Regions from separate parts of the Gossypium arboreum genome. Here region 1 is linked to region 2. The links are chromatin contacts, called in public Hi-C maps. All regions are on one chromosome and are shown on one strand. The core of a region is the stretch at or near the end of the contact, and the rest is flanking DNA. Distances in the headings are between cores, read along the strand shown. Region 1 holds the start of LOC108464815 (pathogenesis-related protein PR-1-like). Region 2 holds the start of LOC108464816 (lipid droplet phospholipase 1-like).

Evidence for each region. Hi-C and Micro-C count contacts between places; a contact is called where the count stands out from the background.
Region 1: a Hi-C map of leaf shows a contact between it and region 2, with 2.4 times the contacts expected there. The contact joins the promoter of LOC108464815 here to the promoter of LOC108464816 in region 2. A contact is called at or near these places in 2 of 5 Hi-C or Micro-C datasets (both in leaf).

What each region holds. Positions count from the first base shown.
Region 1 is chr8:105,474,972-105,479,547 of ASM2569848v2, reverse strand. It overlaps LOC108464815 (pathogenesis-related protein PR-1-like), which reads left to right and starts at 1,796. Exons shown (of 1, transcript XM_017765088.2): 1 at 1,796-2,634. The coding sequence starts at 1,976. The coding sequence ends at 2,479.
Region 2 is chr8:105,334,277-105,338,630 of ASM2569848v2, reverse strand. It overlaps LOC108464816 (lipid droplet phospholipase 1-like), which reads left to right and starts at 1,839. Exons shown (of 10, transcript XM_017765089.2): 1 at 1,839-2,436. The coding sequence starts at 2,096.

The sequences.
Region 1 (4,576 bases), core at 547-3,046, 140 kb before region 2:
GGGAAGCTAATGCATCACTCGACCTTTACTTCCACGTCAATTAAGCCTTTATATTTCCATCCTACACACTCAATTAAACTAATTAGCACAACCTAAGGCTCGTGTCAGCCTATTGGGTCACAACGCCTACGGAATGTGTTAAAAACACTTATTTTTATTAACATTCTATCCTAAGACCTAAATACTAAAAACGAAATATAAAATCTTAAATTGCGTAAAAAAACAAGCTTTTTAAATGCAAAATTGATCCAAATTAACTACTACATTTGACGACAGGTCATCCACTTTTTCACATTATTAAAACACATCATAATTTCATAATCTCTTTCACTATTTTTTTTTTTGTTCACCACTTTACTTAGTTTCTTTCCATTTTAATCATGTATGAATATATCCATTCATGTATATTTATATATCCTTTTTAAAGAAATAATTTTATTTTTTAGTAAGAGAAAACTTGTGAATTTAGTTCGGAAAGTTTTAGTTAGAAAACAATTTATCTCTTTTAATTTTCTTTATTTTTTTCCTTTTAGAATTAATTTCAATTTTTATGAATAAACTAGAAGGAAAACTTGTAGTTTTATAGGAATTATGTAGGTTTTATAGAGAAAAACTTGAGTTTTTAGTGGAAAAGAAAATTTATCTTTTCATTTCCTTTAATTTTTCCTTTTAGAATTAAATGTAGTTTTTTTTCAATAAGAGGGAAAAATTTGGGGTTTAAATGTTTTATAGGAAAAACTTAGATTTTTATATGAAAAACTATTGTTATATTTTTAATTTCCATTATTATTTTTCCTTTTAGAATTAATTTTAGTTTTTTAGCAAAGTTAAAAATTAAGTTTTAGAGGAAAATTTTGAGTTTTTACATGGAATTGAGTCATAGATGAAAAACACAAGTTTCTTCTATGTAGTTGAATAATTTAATTCACTCTAAAAATCTTCAGTTTTTTTAAATAAAATTAATTTGAAAAAAAGTGTAACCAAAATGAAAATTTATTAAAGTTGGGTAATTAAAATAAGTGTATATAATGACAAATTAACGATGAATTACTAAAATGATAGAAATATGTTATGACAGTGACTAAATTAATAAAAATATGTAAAAATAATGTCTAAATTACAAAATTTTTATTTTAGCACCCAAAATAAAAACTTACGAAAGTTGGGTGCATATATAATTTACCTTGAATTTCTAGACTTTAAAATAATATGTTATTATTAGTTTACTTTTGACAGAAATTAACTCTTCTTTATATAAAGAAACATAAATTTAGCAGTAGATTCATTGAATAATGATTAAATTGAGTATATATAGTGTTTGGTAAAATTCCAGCAATTCGTAAACTTAGCTGTATAGAATCACTTAAATTTTTATTCAATATATTTTAGCTTCAACACTACACTTTTTTATGACATGCTGTAGTTTGATTGGATATATGAAAACTAGATTTCATATAGAATATTGTAGTATTTTATATGAAATATAAATTTATAATACGTTGAAAGTAGAGAACCTTAGAACTATTCTATTCGAGCTCTATGTTCCATAGAGAAGGAAATATAAAAATAAATCATATATTCTTCAACTCCCAAATTTTGATGCTGCCACTCACCACCACCATCTTTAGTGTCGTTTTGTGTGGTTTCTTATCTAAAAACGTGAGGCGTGGACTCATCAGAATGATGACCCGAGAAAAACTAGCGCAAACCCTCGAAAGAAAAAGAAATTATGAAACCTAAGAAAGTAAAATGGAAGCTTTGAAAAACTTTGTCCCACCAACAAAAACAAAATGTGCCAATCATAATCGAACATGCTTGCCACCCCATAGTTGAAACTTTTATACAAACTCTCTCCTTCTTTATCCAACTACTACTAACAATAAATAAATAAAATATTTTAATTTCATATATATAATACGTTGTGAAATCCTTGCTGTACATTGGCCTCCTCACCTCAACGAACGCTCATTCAGTAATGGATAGTGCTCGAATGCGAGGCTGCTATGGCGCAATCATTGTTTCCCTTTTGCTCATATCAACCACTCAGGCTGCTAACTATCTGAGCCTGATTAATCAGTTCTTGGCTCCTCAAAATGCTGCTCGTGTGGCCATCAGAATGCGGCCATTGGTGTGGGATTCAAGGCTGGCGCGTTATGCTCAGTGGTACGCCAACCAAAGGCGGAAAGACTGTGCATTGAGGCACTCCAATGGACCTTACGGGGAGAATATCTTCTGGGGTAGTGGCAATGGCTGGACGCCGTCCCAGGCGGCCGTGGCGTGGGTTGCAGAAAGGAAATGGTACAATTACTGGTCTAATTCATGCACCGGAGGGGAGGAATGCGGGCACTATACACAAGTTGTGTGGGGCAGAACCAGGAGAGTAGGGTGCGCCAGAGTGGTGTGCGATGGAGGGAGGGGTGTTTTCATGACTTGCAACTATGATCCTCCTGGGAATTATATTGGTGAAAGACCTTACTGAATTCTTAGTTCCCATTAAACCTTTTTTTTAAGTGGATGTTATGTGAGATTTAAGTTTTTCACATTGCCATATATATGCGTGGGGTTTTGTGTTTTCTGTAAGTCCTTACTAGACCTTTTTTCCCCTTTTCAATTTTAATTTTCTAAGTTCACATATTGGTTTGCTATTGAAGCTCCGGAATAAACTAATAAATGGAACAACAAACCAAAAAAAAAAAAATCTTGATTTTCGTAACCAGATAATTTTTTCAACATTGGAACTTGTTGCCTGAAGTGTGATTGTTTCTTGCTTACCTATTTTTAGTTTTTTAGGCTTCTGTCTGTCTTCAATAATTTCTATTAGAAATGTCAAGGAAAAATGCAACTAATATATGTGCGAAATACCATTATGTAGCGTTTCCTTCAGTAGAATATAAGATTATTTGGTTTGGTTAATTTAGTTGAAATGTAAGATTTAAGTGTATAATTAATCGAATGTAAGATTATTTAGAAAGGTATTTTACTCTATTATCTTTATTATACAATTTTTAAAATATATATTAATCCGAACCGATCATATTGAATAGGCATAATGACTTCCCTCCAACCTTACAAAAAAAATAGGAGTCATTTTAATTATCCATTTAAATTTTCATCTCTTTTAGCTCTTAAACTTATATTATTTGTCAAATTACCTCAAAATATATGAAAAAATTCACGTTTGTTAACTTTGCTAATATGGCATACACATGGATTGCCACATGGATACCATGTCAGTAATTAATTAATTTTTAAATTAAAAAATAAAAAAGTATTTTTTATACTCTTTTAATAATTTTTAATTTCTTAAAAATAGTTTTTAAAATATATTTTGAATCTTTAATTTCTATATCCAAAATCACTTTATTTTCATAAAAATTCTTTATTTGAAAACCTGTCAAATTTTTCTCGAAAATTTACAATATCATCTATCGAAATAGTGCCACGTTTCTAGCAAGAAAATTTGGGGTGTTACAAGGTGACCCCTTATATATACCCTGAAACATGAGGGACTAGGGACCTTTCCTTTTCTTCCCCTAGAAAAACCTAAGTACCAACCTAGCTTTCATATCCTTAAACATCATAACTTCAGCTTTATGCATGCCAATGGTGAATCGACACTCCTATCTCCTCCTTGTTATATACCAATATCAACAATTGGTGCAATGAGCATGGATCGAACACCATGGTTCACTCGCAACCAACCAAATTCTAGAACTCCTTTCAATCTAGACATAGTCCCAATAGCTTCACAAGCCATTCAATAGTCGCCACTCAACCTAGACCAGTAACAAACCACCCATAATCACTATCAACCTCTACTAGGAACTTCCTCTACAGTTCCACATGGTACTATACTTATCCACCATGCTATTAGTTTTCATCACCACCATGGTGGTATGCTCAACCTACTCTAGGAAAGAACAATGTCACCAAACGAATAAACCTTCCAAAATCCCAACTTCAGCTCTTAACAGTTCATTGAGATGCAAGAGAAAATGAGGTTCATTGAAGCCTATCTTTTAGAGTAGCAATGCCTCTACCAAGAACAATAGGAACGACAATACCTATTGGACCAAAAGAATGCCAGGAATGAGCATATATATCATTGAAGAGCCCAGAGTTGGTAGAGACCTTGATAGGATGAACCATCTAGCCTAGAAGGAGGAAACAACTGAGTATTTCCTCTAAAGACAAAAAAACTAACAATCACCAAATGACCCTTTACACCAACCTCAAGATCCCCCCACTCATCATATTCCTAAGATAGGGGTCTTATGACCATGTTGTTAGAAAAGTTCGATTTAGAAAATAGTTTCCAGTCTTAGCAGAAATTTAAAATTTTGAAAAAATAGTCGGTTTGTGATATTTTAGCAATAATTTTTTTCTTGAAATGTACATGTGCTTTTTGTGAGACTGATTTGAATCATTCCCAGATTTCAATAGAATGACCTTCTCTGTAACATCCCGAAAATGGGGGTTAGTAGAACTGGGTTTGGGAATCAAAAGAGAGTGGTCATGCCCTAATTTTTTAGATTATCTATGCGTTTTTAGGAATAAATGAGGTATTGGTTTGTTG
Region 2 (4,354 bases), core at 590-3,089:
TCTTTTTCTTTTTTGTAATTCTTCATAAAGAATGCTAATTATGATTTTATTATCTTCTATTATAAGGAAACGTGTATAGATAAAAGGTTGTACATTGATATTTTTAAGTTGGTGACAAAATTTAATAAAGAACAGAGTTAGGATATGGAAACTTGTGTTATAAAAATTATATTTATTGGTGTTGTATTTTGATCTATTTATGTGAGATGTTGCATAAATATATTATCAATGGGATAATGAATAAAATAATATTTTTATTGCTTATATCTATCATGTCCTCTTTGGTTATTTGGGATAAATAGGGTGGTGTTTGCTAGTTATGTTTTAATTTTAATAGTTAAATTAACAATTTTAATGAAAAATTTAATTTTAAAATGTTCTCGTGATTTTTAATTTATAACTAGTTAGTTTTGCTTAGTTTTTTTACCTTTTGTCTTTAAATTCTTTTTTAGGTTATAAAATTTCTTTGTACATATTAATTTTTTTAATCCTATTATTGCAAAAGCTTTAGTTGTTGTGTAAGTTATTAAAGGGCATTTATCAGCAAAAGTATAATAGTTGTTCAAGAGAATAAAAGATGATTTATTTGACCTTGAAAATATATATAGAAGATAAAGTAAGACAAAATTTGTAGTTTAAGTATAATTTGTAATTAAAAAAATACTTTAAATACTAATTTGACAATAAGATATAATTTAGGTGATAGTTTGCAAATAAACCAAAATTGTATTACTAAAATCCATCTTAAATAATCTAAAATTTTATTACTAAAATATACTATAAAATATTACTATAAAGAATTATAAATTACATCAACTTATAATTTTTATACAAATAGACTAAACAGAATTGATATATACAAAGAAAGATAAATCTTCTCATGTATTCTTGAAGATTCGCCATTCAAACTTTATTGTGTTGGCAAAAATTGGTATTGAAATCTTGAATGTCAAGTCTTAATTTTATTGCATATAAATCATTTATCAATTCTACTCCAAATTTAATTTTGGTTAATTAATTTGAGTTAGATTATTAAAATTTGCTATAATTTTCTTATAAAATGTTTCAATATATAATGAAACCATGGTTTCCTATTTATTCAGTTTAGTTTAGCATTACTTCTTAAAAATGTTTTGGACTGAAAATACTTTTAAGTAAAAGATAAAATTTTCCTCTTTTACTTTCGACTAAAAAGTGTTTTTGAATTAATATTTTATCCCAAAAGAACTTTTGAAAAACTTAAAACAATCTTATTTAGCAATGTTTTTATTTCAAAAGTATTTTTATCCTAAAAGTACTTTTTAAAAATAATGCTTAGCTGGCCACTAATATAAATTATTACAAAAAATATAATTAAATCAAATTTATATAAAATTGACATAAAAATAAAATATTATTTATTTAAGGGTAGTAATGTTGTTCTCACACTTGTTACTTATTCTTTATCAACATGTAATTCAACCAAATAATGTAATACTATTACTTGTTTATTCTATTCAATTAACTAAACTACATAATAACTATTATCTCTTTATTTAATTCCTAACTAATCCTATTCAAATTTTGTTCTATTCTATTCTAGTGAAACATAGAGTCGGATTGTTTAAATTAGTCGAACTACCAGTTTTAAAAAGGCATCAAACTAGTTGACTTGAAAATAAGTATGAATCGATTAAACCAAATTAAAAATTAAACTAATTTTTTAAAATATTTTTAATGATTTATTCAATTAAATCATATCTAATAACCTAACCAATTAAATAATTTATCCTGATATCTTTAATTTTCTAAATTTTTTCTATATTTTAATATACCCAACACAAAAGGTTAGTGAAACATACTAATTATTACTATTATTATATAACTGTTGAATTGAATCACCCCAACCCCCAATAATCTCAACCCGTTTCCCTAGCCTTCTCTTTCCTTTCAAAAAATATCGTGAAAGAACAAAATCGCAATTTTCTCCATCTTCCTCCTTTTGAATTTCTTTGTGCAAAATAATATATAACATTAAAAAGATTTGTATCCTAAAAACTAAAATAACTTCAGTTCGTTCTTCCTTTTCTTTATTGTCCATGCTTCTTTCCTCCACATGATTGCCGCCATATCTCCACCACCTCCAACCGCCACGCTAGGCCCTGGAAGGATCCGAATCCCCAACTCGAATCGCCACTCCATTTGCTTCAGTAACTTAGGGTTCCTGCTGTGGAAGCCGAAACTGAACTGGCTATCGTATGAGCGGGTGCAGCAGATGCAGATGGCGTGGGTCCGGAGTATGGCCGGTGGTTGCTTCAAGAGTAAGGAGACGCAGCCTGAACTCCGGATCAAGGTCGAAGAAGACAGTGGCGGCCAAGACTTTTTCGATCCCGACGCCATGGCCTCCAAGTTTTCGCCTGAGCATCTTGTCATCATGGTCAATGGCCTGATTGGAAGGTACCTTTCATTTTATAGGAATTTCATATGATATTAAAATTTTAAGTAGAATAATAATTCAATTAAACTAATACTTTGTTAAAAAAAAGTTAAACTCGTACTAGTAATTTTTGTAATTTGAGAGGTAATATGATTCATTTTTCGAAGGAAGGTAGTGATGATTAGTAATATTGAAGCTAGCTTTGCCTTAAATAATAATAATAATAATAATAATAATAATAATAATAAAGCTAGCTTTTCCAGTAAATATATTGACATAACATTTGTTTTTCTAAATAGGTTTTTGTTGGCATCATATCCTAATTCAGGCCATTAATTAGTTTAAGCATAATTTAATTGTCAAAGATAAATATAAAATATATTTTTGACTGCAACATTTAAAGCTTTTAGGGATCAATGTGTAAAATCACTATCAAGTAACCAAAATTTTGAACTTGTAATTACCTCAATCATAAGCGTATTTTGAAATTTGTTGGGTCAAAAGTGAATTATTCAATGTAGTTCACAAATATTGAGTTTGGTATTTTGTTGTTACAATTGGAAAAATTGGTGAAGAAATTTTAGCCAAAAACTTCAGTCTTCCTCCTCTTACCAAAAAAAAAAAAAGACGTGGTTAAAAAAAGTAAAAAACTCTGAAATGTCTGGTTATAAATAATAGTAAAGTATGAGAGAGATTCGATTTTCAAGGAAACACTGTACACCGCAAACGTACAGCCGCATTTTTTTGTTGGGTCCAAGAGCAAATTTTGGACGGAGAAACCTGTTTCAACGAACCCAAGCAAGAAAAAGGTACGAAAGGAAAATTAGGCTACCCTTTGTTCTATTTTTATTTTCAAAAATCAGTTTTATTTTCTATTTTTAATTAAAATTTTAACAGAAGTAAAATAAAAAAATATGATTTTTAACTTTTCATTTTCGTCATTTTCATTTTTTACAAATATTTTTAGTGAAAATAAGAAAATATTTATTATTGTTTTTAATATTTACATATTTTTACTTTTATTTTTAAAAATTATTTTAAAAATTTTAACCAAAGGAAAACGAAAATAATTTCTATTTCCTGAAGTCGAAACCGAAAGTAACCTTGTTTTCTTTTCAAATTTACTTTCGCAAGAGTGAAACAAGAGAACTAGAGAAATGAATGAAAATGGATTAGTTCTGCGCCTTTTCTTTTCTTTCTTAAAATCTGGTCGTTTTAGATGTGGTAGGAAAACAAATCATTTTATTTGCGACTTTATTTAATTTCTCTCTTTTCTACTAAAGCGTTGCTCGGAAAAATGAAAAATTGAAAGAGAAAAACGTAAAAGATGATAATATATATTTTTGTTATGTGTTTAATAAGAATGATGGAAACATGAATTCTTTTCATTCATTAACTGGTAAAATTGAAAAATGATATAAGAGAAAATAACTTTCGAAAGATACATAATCCTATAAATATGCATGTTTAACTTGTATCTCCCACTAAGTATAAAAAAAGAAGGAAAGAAGAAGAAGCGCTTTTATCTCTCATTTCGTATATTTAGCATAAAAATTTGAAATGATTTGCTTTTGTATATAGGTTAGTCTTCTGTAAATTATTAATGGAGTTTTTAACTTCACAAATAGAATTTTAGAACATGATACTTAGTTTGTTTTAATTTATCTTTAATATTTTTAAGGAAAGTATTTAATAGATTTTAGACTTCATAAATAAAATCAGTAATTGATAAGTGTTTATATTACTAATTTATCAAATACTAATAATTTTTAAATATTCTCTCAAGAGACATGACAACATTACACTTCTACTTGTGGAGCTTTTCAATCCATTCGTAGTGTACCTAATAATTTTCTTTTGTATATTACATAAAAATAAATAATTTTCTTTTCTTTTCATTTTCGTTCTTTTTAATTATATATTTATAATTTATTTCAC